2 separate regions of the Sus scrofa genome follow, and region 1 is linked to region 2. The links are chromatin contacts, called in public targeted proximity ligation maps. All regions are on one chromosome and are shown on one strand. The core of a region is the stretch at or near the end of the contact, and the rest is flanking DNA. Distances in the headings are between cores, read along the strand shown.

Region 1 (6,390 bases), core at 788-3,287, 190 kb after region 2:
TTAGGCAGTGATTTCTTACATATGACACCAAAAGCATACATGACAAAAGAAAAATACAGGAGTTGCTGTTGTTGCTCAGCATGTTACAAACTCAACTGTTATCCATGAGGATGCAGATTTGATCCCTGGCCTCACTCAGTGGGTTAAGGATCTGGCTTTGCCATGAGCTGTGGCATAGGTTGCAGATGAGGCTTGGATCTGGCATTGCGTGGCTGTGGTGTAGGCTGGCAGCTGTGGCTCTGATTCGACCCCTAGTCTGGGAGCTTCCATATGCCACAGGTATGGTCCTGAAAAAGCAAAAATCAAAAACAAAACACCATAAATAGGGTCTCATCAAAATAAAAACTTCTGTGCTTCAAAGGACATCATAAGGAAAGTAAAGACAGCCCAGAGATTGGGAGAAACTTTTTGCAAACCCCATTATCTGATAGGGGACTTTTATCTAGAATATGTAAAAACGAATACAACTCAATATAAAAAGATAACCCAAATAAAAAATGGTCAGAGGATTTGAATAGACACTTCTCCAAAGATATATAGGTGGCCAAGAAGTGCATGATAATCGATGTCAGTAGCCACCAGAGAAATGCAGATCAAAACTACAAAGAGATATCACTTCTCACTCACCAGGATGACTGTAATAAAAAAGACTGACATTAATAAGTGTTGACAAAGGTGTGGAGAAATCGGAACCCTCAGACTGGCTTGTAAAATAGTGCAGCCACTTTGGAAAAATAATCTGGCAGTTTCTCAAAAAGCTAAATATAGTGTTACCACATGATCCAGCAATTCTACTCCCAAGTATAAACCCAAGAGAATTGAAAACATATCTACATAACTGCTATACTAACGTTCATAGCAGTATCATTCATAATACTATTATAGTTATTATATGTAGTAATATAATAATAATATCACTTCAAAAAAGTAGGAACATCCCAAATGTTCATCAGCTGATGGATGCAGAAACAGGGTGTGGTATATCTATACAATAGAATATTCTTCAGCCAACTACAGAAAGTCAGGACTGGCACCTGCCTTAACATGGGCGCACCTTGAAAATGTTATGCTTAGTGAAAGGAGCCAGTCACAAAAGGCCATATTTTGCATGATTCCACTTATGTGACATATTTAGAACAGGCAAATCCATAGAGCCAGATCAGTATGTTGCCAAGTATTTGGGAGAGGAGACAAAAGGAAGGCTGCTTAACAGGTTGGGATTTCCTTTTGGGGAAATATTCTGGGACTAGGACTAGTTAGTGCTGCTGGTTGCAGAACATGTGCATGTACTTGATGCCACTGAATTGTACACATGAAGATGGTGAAATTATAAATTTTATGTTATGGTTATTTTGCCACAATAAAAGGGATGAATTTCTATAGTATGTAAATTAGGCCTCAACAAAGCTGTTATAAAAATAAAAGGCATAATAACTTGGATTATCACCAGGGAACTATGCTAAGGGAAAAAAATTAATCCCAGAGATCATATACTACTTGATTCCATTTTTATAACATTTTGAAGTGGCCGTATTTCAGAAATGGAGGACAAATTAGATGTTATGGGTGGATGGTAGGGAGGTAGGTGGTAAAAGGTGTCACAAGGGTCCTTGTGCTGGTGGGCACAGGGTCCTCCACAAGTGATGAAACTTCACAGCTCCAAACACACACAGGTGAGAGACCAGTCAAGTGAGTGAGCCCTGGCCTGGGTGGGTGGATCATAGCCATGAGGGGTCTGGCGCGAAGTCTTACTGATGCCCAGGATACTGGGAGAAGGGGCCAAGTACTTATATAAGGGTCTCTGGTGACTCTCACAGCTGCTTCCTTCAGTAGAAATTTCAACTAACAAAAATATGTGAGAGTAACTGTACCTTTGAAAATTCGTTCTGGAGGCAAACTTGTATGAATGTGTAAAATGTCCTCTTCTGACTTGTCTTGGTCCGGTCACAGTCTTATCTCTAGGAACTGAGACCACAGTCCAAGCCCAGGACACCACAATTATGTCAGCATTATTCGTGTCCTCCTTAAAGACCAAGCTGGCAGCAGTGTTTTTTGTTTGGTTGATTTCAGCAATACAGTATTTTCCAATAATGAAGAGGAAGTATGAGTGTGGAAAAGGCCTTTCTCAGGCTTTTTGCCATCCTTTAGTTAAGTCACTTTCAGCAAAGAAAGATTATTATTCCTTCCTGTTCACTGATACTAGAAAGTTTTCATGTCACACTTTTATTTTAGCAAAGAGAAATAGGATTTTTAAATGAGTAGAGACCACATTTCTGTGCAGTAGGGATCATCCTGCTAACATCTCATGTTAAGAAGATAAACAGCGGGATTAACTGTTTACTTTAGGAGTGCAGTCTGGTTGTTTTTCAGGAGGACACAGTGTCCTGCTGTATCTGGTTTCCCGTCTGCGTGCGGGCTGGAGCTGGGAAGGCCCTGCCCCCTCGGCTCTCTTCCTCTGCACTCCCCCCAACTCCCCCGCCCCGGGTCTGGTCCAAACTCCCCTCTCAGCTTCCTTCCCCTTTCTCTCTCTCTCTTGCTTTTTTTCTCACTTCATCCTCTAATTTCTTCTGTTTCTCGTCCTTAAATTGAGGCTTAGTAGGGATTATAATGTGAAGAGAAAGATCCTTGTTGATTTTCAGAGGCTGTTTCAGTTGACACTGACCTAGAATAAAACAGCGGAGCCTGATTCTGATTCCGGGAATTCTTGGTGGACTGCTCAGAACTACTTCCCTGACTCGTGTAAACATCCCACATGTCACTTCATCTGCTTCTCTCTCGGAACACAAGCATAGACACACACACACACACACACACACACACACACAGATACACACACACACATACACTGCTTCTATGTTCTTATGTATCTATCTTACTGAGTCACAGAATGAAAGGAGGGAAAAATAAATACTTTTGAAAAGTTGGGGAGGGGCATTTAAAACTTCAAAGGGGAATTAAATTATAGTCTTACTAAAACCCCATCTATGAATCAACATTTGTTTTCCTTATTCCTTGTACTTTGTTCCATTGCTTTCACAGATTAACAATGCACGCATTTCTAGAATTTTTAAAGTGATCTTTAATGATGGGACATTTGGCTGTTACGAGAAGGAAAGAAACATTCTTAAAGACAAATATTAACTCCATGATGGACTTTATCCTTCTATCATGATATGCCTGGGATTGAACTGGGAACCTCTTATCTCTCTTATTTTATGTTGCTGGCATGTGCTGTGTAGTTTCATTTGGCACCAGTTTCAGTCAGTTCTCCCAGCCTCACCCTCATGTCTCAGAAATTCATGGAGTCCAAGTGCCGTAGTCAGGCTCTGGTGGCCAGGATGGGGTGCCCTGTGGCTGGGCAGGTAGAGGACACTGGGTTTGCTAATAAGCCTTGATTGCTTTACATAGAGAGGAGCTTCACTTACAACAGAACTTCAGGAGCTGGATATTGGGGACAGCACCACCAGGCTGACCATAGGCTGGTTTCACTGAGCCCCTTCCTGCAGATCAACCCTTTTACTGAGGAGCACACTCATGATATAAGGGGTGGGCTGAAGCGTGATAGGAGAAAACCACCTTCTTGTTGATAAACTGCATTGGTAACAATGTGAATTTGCCTGGTGGGTGCAGGAAACCAGGGTTCTGAGCACATATGGGTGTGGGCACTTAGCTGGGTGTGAAGCAAAGTGAAGTTATCTGGATTGTACAGGTTGGAAAGCTGAAGCTCCCAGCAGCCAGGCCCATGTCCACCAGCAGCAGAATTCAAGCAGCCCCTCCCTGGCCAGTGCCAGCAGGCACCACTTGCTAAAAATCATGAAGGTAGGGGAAGGGATTTTATTTAGGTGAAAGTCAGTGTTTTAGGCATGAATGGAACATTGCTTTTAAATAAGTAGCATTCACTTGCCAGACTATTATTCCAAGAGATCTGAATGGCAGACTGTCTTATGTAGCGAATGCACTACTGAGGCTCTCATTCTAACCACTAGTATCCCCTCCTCCTTGGAAGACCTTTTCCTTGTGCTGTCTTAGCATTTATCTAAGTTGACTACTTCTGAAAACACAGTGACCTGCTCACGTGCGCCAGTGCTCAGTGTGTGTGGAACATCAGAGCCCGAGCCTCCCGGTCGCAGGTAGTGGAGGGTGGGTGTTACTGAGCATCTTTGGTGTCCTGCAGCCAGAGAGTGAACAGATGTGCCCAACCTGCTTCCCAGCAAGGAAGCTCAATTTCACGTGTGCTGACCCCTCACACCACTTGAAATGTCAGTTCTAATCTCCATGTGGCTTGGCTGCAGCTAAATTCTGTTTTTCAGAGCTTATTGAGGACAGTGCCAGTTGTCCTGCTGTGCTTGTCCACATGCTGCTGCCCAGTTGCCAGGGCCAGAGCACCTTCCATGTAGAAATAGAGTCATCTCACCTGACTTAGACCAAGATAACTGGCAAGGCCTCCAGAGAGTGACCCCCAGTCTGGAGAGAGACGGTCAGTGCAGAGTTTGGTGTTGGCAGAGCAGGGCAGGACCCCAGCCCTCCTCACCTGTGCTCTGTGTGACCCACAGTGAGCCCGAGCCCCACGAGTCCTGTGTGGGTCAGTTCTATCCTTACCTTTGGATTCCCCAGCTTCTCTGTTCTCTGAAATGAGACCCACAGCTGGGCTGCCCATTCCTGAGGCTGCCCTTTATTCTCCACTCCGCTCACCTCTTTAGAAATCTCAGGCCAGTAGGGACACTCCCTGTCCCACATCCATCCCCCAAGACCATGTGCTCTGTCTCTGCCCTAAAATGTGGCCCTAATGCAGGCTGGCATGCTGAATGAGGCCAGGGGGACAGCACTTGTGTGAGGGCTGGGGGGCGGGCAGGGGCCACTGGAGGGCCTGACAAGCTGGTGCCTCGCCACAGGTGTTGGCCCAGTGACTCCACAGCTTCAGGCTTCTCAAGACAATGGGAAATTTGAATCATATAAAATCTCGCAAATTTTAATATTTGGAGCTCATATTTTTTAAAATTTAACATGAAGTAAACAAACAAAACATAGCCAGCAGAATTCGGCCTGTGAACAGCACCTGGCAGCTCCCCTGTTGGCCATTGATTCGGGCGGGGAGTTCACCCCAGGTCCAAGGAGACTGAATTCTCTGTTCAAGCCAACCTCCTCCCTGTCCCAGCAGTTACATTTCTGAAACAGCATTCGATCTAACAACTCTTTTAGTGTCCCCACTGCTTGCTGGTGGCAGGAGGTGGGTGTGCTGGCTGCGCAGTGCCAGTGATTCACCACCTAGTCCCATCAGGCCTGTCCCTTATGCCCCCACACAGGCCCCTGGCCACGTGCCCCATACCCACCACCAGATGCACACCACCAGGGAGATACCTCTGCTTCCTCCCCAACCCTGTTCCTGCCCCTTCACAACTGCTTCCCATAATTTAAGTTTTTCCTAAATATAACTGATTTTAAATTAAGGGTAATGCATTGAAACCCCAAATATTAGTCTTTCCCCTTATTGCCACTTTCCCCCACCTTCTTATTCTGATTATTTTCCAGCCTTCTTTCAATTTTTCAATCATGGACAAGATCATTGCTATCCCAGGGCTGTGTGCGCTGTGCTTTCAATGCCTCTGAATGCCTCTCTCTACCCTGTGCACAGTGAGCTTCTCTTTCTTTAGGACTCAGCTTTAAGATCACGTCTTTAAGGAGCTTTTCCTGACCACCTGGCCAAGCCAGTCCACCCCAGTGCTTACTGCATGCTCTCTGCTATTTCCTTCCTACACTCCCCAGCCTGTGATTGTGTTACCTGTGCCGGGCCTTTCCCTGGGGAGATGCAGAAGGCACCTGCACAGGGCCTAGGCCCCCAGCAGTCCTGCCTGCTTAGCACATAAATAGGCACACCCAAGGTCAGGGCACTGTTTGGAGCACATTAACAACCTTGTGTGTTCCATTGTTATTAAGAATCTTATGACTTTGATTTCACAGCTCTGCAGGCCTCTGGACCTCACTGCATCAGGCATTTCTGTGTCTGACGCAATGATTTTGTACTTGGCTCATTTCTTGTGTTGAAGCAAGTCAAGATGTTTTTTAGTAAAAAAGAACAGCTCACACTTAGGTCTGCAAAGTTTCCAGATACTCTCAAAATGTAATACAAATAATAGCTAAAGAGCTATCACATTTTCTTACACAGCATGTGCTAACTATCAGAGGATCTTTATTTCTTTTTTTATTTTTATAAAATTTTTTTAATAAATGAATTTATTACATTTTAGTTGTATAATGATCATCACAATCCAATTTTATACAATTTCCATCCCACGCCCCTCGTGCATCCTACCACCCCCTAAACTGTCTGCTTTGGAAACCATAAGTTTTTCAAAGTCTGTGAGTCAGCATCTGTTCTGCAAAGAAGTGCAT
Region 2 (6,885 bases), core at 3,712-6,211:
GCTTATTTATTGCTTTTATAAAAGCATTATTCTTATGAAATAAAACATTTGGTTCATTGTGTGAATGTATCACACATTTTGCCCAAACAGTAAATGGTCGCATTTAAGCCTGTATAGACTTGAAATAGATTTCAGCCTCTTTCCAACTCTTTTATGGCGTCTGACCTCTTGGCCATCAAGCCAAGGTTACTTATACCAGGTGTTCCTGGTCCTTGGCTCTGGAGCTTAGGCCTCACTTGAAGACGCATTGCTGTCACATTTGGCCTAATCGGGGCCAAAAGCTGTCAGAAGAACCCTGGCTGTGGTTTCAAGCCCTGTTTTGGTTCTTTGTTTTTCTTTTTTAAAATAATGTGTAATTGATATATAACATTATATCAGTTCCAGGTATACGACATAATGACTTGATACTTGTATATATTGCAAAATGATCACCATAAGTCTAGTTAACATCTGTCAAGCAATGTTTTTGATCCTATAATTTCAAAGCAGATTTTGTTTTTCTTTCACATGAGGTATAGAGCCTGCTCCTGGATGAGGGGACCAACTCCGCTAGCTGGTTAGGTCTGCTCAGTCATTTAATTACCAGTTGGCAAGCCCTAGTTTCTCTTTAGTTCAAATAGAGAATTCTCATTTGGGAAACATCCAGTGTCCATTTGCTTTCTTTCGGTTGTAACGGATCTTAGAGACTATGATTTGGATTTTTAAAATACCTTTGTTTCTCACAGTCTTTTCAGTGGCCTTTATGGTAAAGCAGGAATCATAATCCAACAATGTTTATTAAAATGTAGCTCCGTCTTTAATAATTTGGCTTTTTTCTTTGAATTTATGGTCAGAGCTTGTCTTGGATCCATAACTACTCAGGTCTCAGGTAAGTTTCCAGGCTTTCTCTGCATACACTTAGGCAGGTAGCAGATTAATTTTTTAATTGATAAAGTTTTTAATTGAAAAATAGTGAACACATAACACTGTAAATTTAAGGTGTACAACATGTTAATTTGATACCTTTATGCATTGCAATATGATTGCCATTGTGGCGATAATTAGTATCTCTGTCTTGTTAAATATAAATCATTTCTTCTTAGTGGTTGGAATTGTTAACTTTTAGTCTCTAAGCAGGCTTGATGATGAAAATGCAGTATTGTTGCCTGTATGCACTATGCTGTGCATTAGATCTTGAGGGCTTATTTACTACATACTGTAGTTTGTACCCTTCCACAATATCTGCTCTGTCCCCCTACTCCCCAGCCCCTGGTAACTCCCACTTTACTCTGCCTTTATAAGTTTGGCTTGTTTAGATTCTGCATGTAAGTGATACCATGTAATACTTGTCTTTCTCTGTAGCATTAATAATGGCCTCAAGCTCCAATCCATGTTGTCTCAAATGGCAGAATTAAGGGGTGGGCAGCCTCTTGTATGCAGGTTCCACCTGCTTGCCCTTACAGACAGTCTGTGACTGTTCCTGTATGTGTCTGTGCTATGTACAGCGCAGCACCTATAGCAGAAGAAGAAGTCCATGAATGTTACCTCTGTAACTTTTCTTCTTCCAGAGAAGAAAGACATAAATGTAATGGTAAAGATGTATATGCATTATTTCTCGAGGCATCAAGCTTCTTCTGGGGCACTGAGCTTTATAACAAGCCATGGATGAGTCTGCTCCATATCCACACTTGCAGAAGTAGCTCTGCCTGGCCTCTTTAAGTACCAGGCTCACACATTCCACACACAATAAGCAAGGATGGAAGCTGCCTCATTCCCAAAGACTCCTTCCCCCACGGGCAAACATTGTTATTAAATTCTTCCAGAGCTATAAATGTATATGAAGATCTATCCTCTAACCCTTTTCTGTCTTTTTCTAGGGCCACATCCACAGCATATGGAGGTTCCCAGGCTAGGGGTCTAATCGGAGCTGTAGCCTCCAGCCTACACCAGAGCCACAGCAACACCAGATCGGAGCCTCTTCTATGACCACCACAGCTGACAGCAACGCCAGATCCTTAACCCACTGAGCAAGGCCAGGGATGGAACCTGCAACCTCATGGTTCCTAGTCAGATTCTTTAACCATTGAGCCACAACTGGAACTCCTATCCTCTGGCCCTTTTAGACAAATGACAGCATACTTGACACACAGCTGTGTGCTCAAAGTGCACATTTAATGTTCCCAGATCTTTTTGTGGTGACTTGGAAGTCTCCTTTTTACCACTGAGGTGCAGTGGCCCAGCACATGGTGATACCCTCACCCATTTAGCTGTCCCCTGTGGGTGAACTTTCAAATTGTTTCATATCTTTTACTTATGAAATAAAACAGCCCTTATGTATGTGCAGTTTTGCACATTCATGCACATTTTCCAAGTTCTATTACTCTCTCTAACACTTCTTTTGCTATGTGTCCTTAGTATCTAAAAGAAGTAGTTTATTTTCCTAGAATCTGTTTTCCTGTTACTCCTATTTGAAGAGTCTTAAATATTATTTAATTTAAACATTAAATAAATTGACTTGGAGTTCCCGTGGTGGTGCAGTGATTAACGAATCCGACTAGGAACCATGAGGTTGCGGGTTCGGTCCCTTCCCTTGCTCAGTGGGTTAATGATCCGGCGTTGCTGTGAGCTGGGGTGTAGGCTGCAGATGTGGCTCAGATCCCATGTTGCTGTGGCTCTGGCATAGGCCGGTGGCTACAGCTCTGATTTGACCCCTAGCCTGGGAACCTCCATATACCGCAGGAGCGGCCCGAGAAATAGCAAAAAGACAAAAAATATAAATAAATTGACTTGTATGCAACTCCAGACTGTTAATTATGCTGTTATTTCAGTCCTGTAGAGACCAGAGTCGATGGCCTACTGTATTAACCTCTATTCTAAAGACGCTGTACTTCCAGGCAAGGAGAAATAGAGATTATGAAAACAGCTGAAAAGTTAGGACTGGAAATGTAGATTGGATTGTGGAGGGGAGGGAGTAATTCTTTTATTTCTTGTGTATGCTGCATAAGATGCTGAGGGATATAGAAGAGTAAATACACACACAGACAACCATCTTGATAGGGGGGAGAGGTATGCTTTGTAGAGTGCACCTGTTAAACAGTGATAGGAGCCAGAGCAAGATAAGGCTAATACCAGGCAGTATAGGTGCAGAGGACCTTGAGGCGGATGGTGGTGAGAGTAATCAGAAAAACCTTTTTGGATCTGACCCCTCAAAGCCAAGGTATGTCTGCCTGAGAGGAGTGTGCAGAGCCAGAGGTGGGACTAGAAGGTGAGGTGTCCAGGAAACTGACTCTGTGGTGTAGAGGTGATTATGGGGCTCAAAGTATGAGTTTGGGGTCCAGAGAATGCTGAGTGTTGGCCTTGGGTGCTGGGATGAGGTGCTCTGATAGCTGTGATTGGGACAAGAGCTGCTCTTGTTCCCCCGTGGGGTTGCTGAGTGAGCTGAGAGGGGGGGTGGGGACTTTACTGAGATGTGTGGGGTGGGGCCAGTTTGTTCATGGACAGAGGAGAAGAAAAAATTACAGGGAGGGGACATCAGGTTTGGAGACCTTGTTTCTCATGACCCTATTCTAGATACAAAGTTGCTTAAAAATGGAGAGAGGGGAAAGTATTAAGATTTATGATGAATTAGTTTCAGTTTGGCTTGATGTCAAAGAGAACATAGAGTAAAAGATAAAATAACCATGCTGAGGCTGATACTCTCGAGTCCTGGCTGCCTATGGGTGTAATGGAAATCTCAGAAAGGAGTAACTCTAAAGGAAAAGGTTATTTATTAGTTCAGTTTTATTATGTGAAGTTGATATTTCAAATATAAATATCTCAGGCATTTGTAAAGAGTAAATTAAGGATAAAAAAGCAGGAGACATAGATTTGATAGTTGTCTGTAATTTTTTTGGTTTTTGCAATCTTAGAATTGAAAAATAAAATCCGTATCTAGAGCAAACCCAAATATCCTATTTCTTTCTTTCCTTTCCTTTCCTTTTCTTTTCTTTCCTTTTCTCCTTCCTTCCTTCCTTCCTTCCCAGGCCACAGAGTGAACCTGTGCCACAGCAGCGACAAGGCCAGATCCCTAACCCTCTGAGCTGCCAGGGAACTTCCCAAGTACCCTGTTTCTAATCAGTGCCATAAAATTCTTCCTTGATGACAAGTATTTTGATACCTAGTTTTTGTGTTTACTTTGTAAATTTTGGTAGGTAGACTTCTAGAATGACCAACATCCCCACTCCCTGCTATACCTTGTATAGTCCCTGAGGCTGTGACTAGGATGGCACCTGATTGCTCCCATGATTAGTTTCTGTTATATAGCATAATGGGCTTGAAGATAAGAGTTGCTTCTCAGTGAGCCTGATGTGATCCCATGAGCCTTTTAAATCTGGCTCTAGAGGTCAGAGACCGAGGAAGTCAGAATTGGAAACAGGAGAGGGATTTATGTAATATTGCTGGCTCACAGTTGGCAGAGGCCACAGGGCAAGAAATGTGGCAGCATCTAGGGGAGCTCAGAGTAGACCCTGGCTGACAGCCAGCAAGGAAATGGAGACTTCAGTCATAAAGCAAAAAGGAGCGGAATTCTAGCAACAAGAATGACCTTAGAATCAGATTTTTCTCCATAGCCTCCAGAACTGGGAGGACTAAACCCAACCAGTACTTCGATTTCAGCTTTGTGATACCCTGAGCAGAGGACTCAGTTGAAATGTACAAGACTTTTGGCCTACAGAACTACTTAATAAGCCAGCGCAGCTATAGTCCCCTGAGTTTTTAGGCACTTGTTACACATAATAGAAAACTAACATAAAGCTCATGGACAGCATTCGAAGGGTATAGGTAATGTATTATGTATACTCACATGTTTAAGACAGTGGGAATATGTTTTAAAAATGGCAAGAAGTTCTGCTGCTGGTGTTCTAACATATTCACAGGGCCATCTTCACTGTCCCTCCCTCTGGGGACACACCCCTGGGTCTGGCTTCCTGCCCTTACACTCCCTGTAGCACTTAGCCCTTCCTCTTTCCATTAGCATGTAATGCACTCTGTTGTAACACGTAATTCCCTGTCTACAGCTAGCCTGCATCGTCTCAGTGTTTGTGCAACAGCATTGAACAGAGTGCTTGGTATTCAGCAGTGTTTGTTAAGTGAATGAAGGTGAGAAAGGAAGCCAGCGGTCATGAAAACACAGTGATTCAAAAGCCAAATTAGAAATGGTAGGAGGATGATCTCAGTGGTTGTTAACAGAGTCAGAAGCAGTTGAGACATCAAAAAGGTGTCTAGAGATTGTTTAGAGTAAAATAGTACCAAAACAAGATTTCAGAAAATAGAATAAAAAGCACATCCTTGGTGCCTCACATAATCTTGCATAGGTGCATGTGCTACTACTCTTAATAGCAAGGAAATTGACATGGTCACACCCACTTTGCAGACACAGGAAAGAAAGTCCATGTGGTCTTTTATGAAAAGCTGTTAATAGTCCCCTTCTTGTTAATTCCACTCTTAAATGTTTATAAAGCCTATTGTTGACTAAAATCATATATGCAATGCTGTTTCTTGCTTAATAGTGGAATAAGTCTGCTCTGTGAATATTTATAAGCATCAGGAAAAAATTCCGGGCATAATAAAAAATAAAAAAGAGAGATAAGTGGGTGGGATATGAAGTTTCTCTTGAGTTTCTATTATCTATAGATGAGGGAGATAGAAACAACTTATGCCAGAGGTTCCTTAGACCTTATTACGAAAGTTGTGTTGAACTAAAAATGATAGTTTGGGTTAATTCATTTAATGCTAAGGAACCGACTAGTAATGTATTCGTTGTGACTAGGATACATATTATGGGCAAATGGAAATATGCAAACCCTAGAATTTACCATTTATTACAGAAACTAAAAGCTCATTGTGGAAGGGTTTGTATATGAAGAGGGCAGTACAGGGCCTCATAAAATGAAGAGGAATGTAACTAAGATTTTTACTGTGTAGGAGCAGATGAGTGAGAATGGTCTTCCTATGTCCCTTTTACTCAATATTATCATCAGACATTTTTCTAGAAAAGCTTTCTGCAAAGAATAGAGAAGGAGAACAGCAGCTGCTAACAGACACTTAATGAAGACATGATTTGACTTCTGTGGGCAAGCTGTACCCTAAGCTGCATTCACAGTTTCAAATGATAACCTGAATACACTACATAAGGTTTTAACTATATTTGAGACCACAAATAGTTTCTTCAGTATTATCTCAAGTTCTTAAGACACTTAATTCTCCCTCTTGACTTCCTCTTCATCTTAGAAACTGCAATTTCCTTTGTAGGAACAACTTCCTACTGGGCACCATTGTCTTTGGCCACTTCTGTCTTGAATGCCCTGTGTTTTCACCCAAAGCCATAACTGCATTGCAACACCAAGCAATTTCATCATCTTATGAGTTGAGAAAGTCTAGCAGGAAGTCACCAGTTGACTATCCCCAGTGCAAGCTCTGTGTTTCTTGGTTGCTGTGTCATGATAGGCAGTTATGAAGGGGATGCTTTGTAGAAAGAACTTCTTTTCTAGGGTATATTTAAGAGTCTAATCATCTGGGGAACAAAATACATGTGGAAAGAAAATACTTTCACCATAGTCTGAAAAGGATTCTGTTGTTCAAGGCTTTTTTCCTATAGTCATATTAAATTCACTCATTTTTAACAGTGACTCTTCTGGTTTGTCTGTTTTTATTTTTTAAGATATGTTATGTACACCACCTCTACCCCCCCACCATTATATGAAAATCGTTTCTTTTAATAGAATAGAAAGTAATCTCCATTCATTTATCTTCCATTCTCTCCTGTTCTCTACACTTAAGGTCTGTTGTATTCTGTTAATCTCATCTCTGCATAGGAACTGATTTCATGATTATCTCCTGAAGAGGTGGTTTCCTAGCTGCAACAATGGG

Evidence for each region.
Region 1: a contact with region 2 is called in a targeted proximity ligation map of alveolar macrophages. A contact is called at or near these places in 2 of 2 datasets of targeted methods (alveolar macrophages and skeletal muscle).

Annotation. Positions count from the first base shown.
Region 1 is chr4:79,934,753-79,941,142 of Sscrofa11.1, reverse strand. The region is part of intron 10 of SPIDR (DNA repair-scaffolding protein); the gene reads left to right. Among named protein-coding and RNA genes, the nearest start is that of CEBPD, 65 kb to the right of the region's middle.
Region 2 is chr4:80,128,872-80,135,756 of Sscrofa11.1, reverse strand. All of the region lies in intron 5 of SPIDR (DNA repair-scaffolding protein), which reads left to right. Among named protein-coding and RNA genes, the nearest start is that of SPIDR, 58 kb to the left of the region's middle.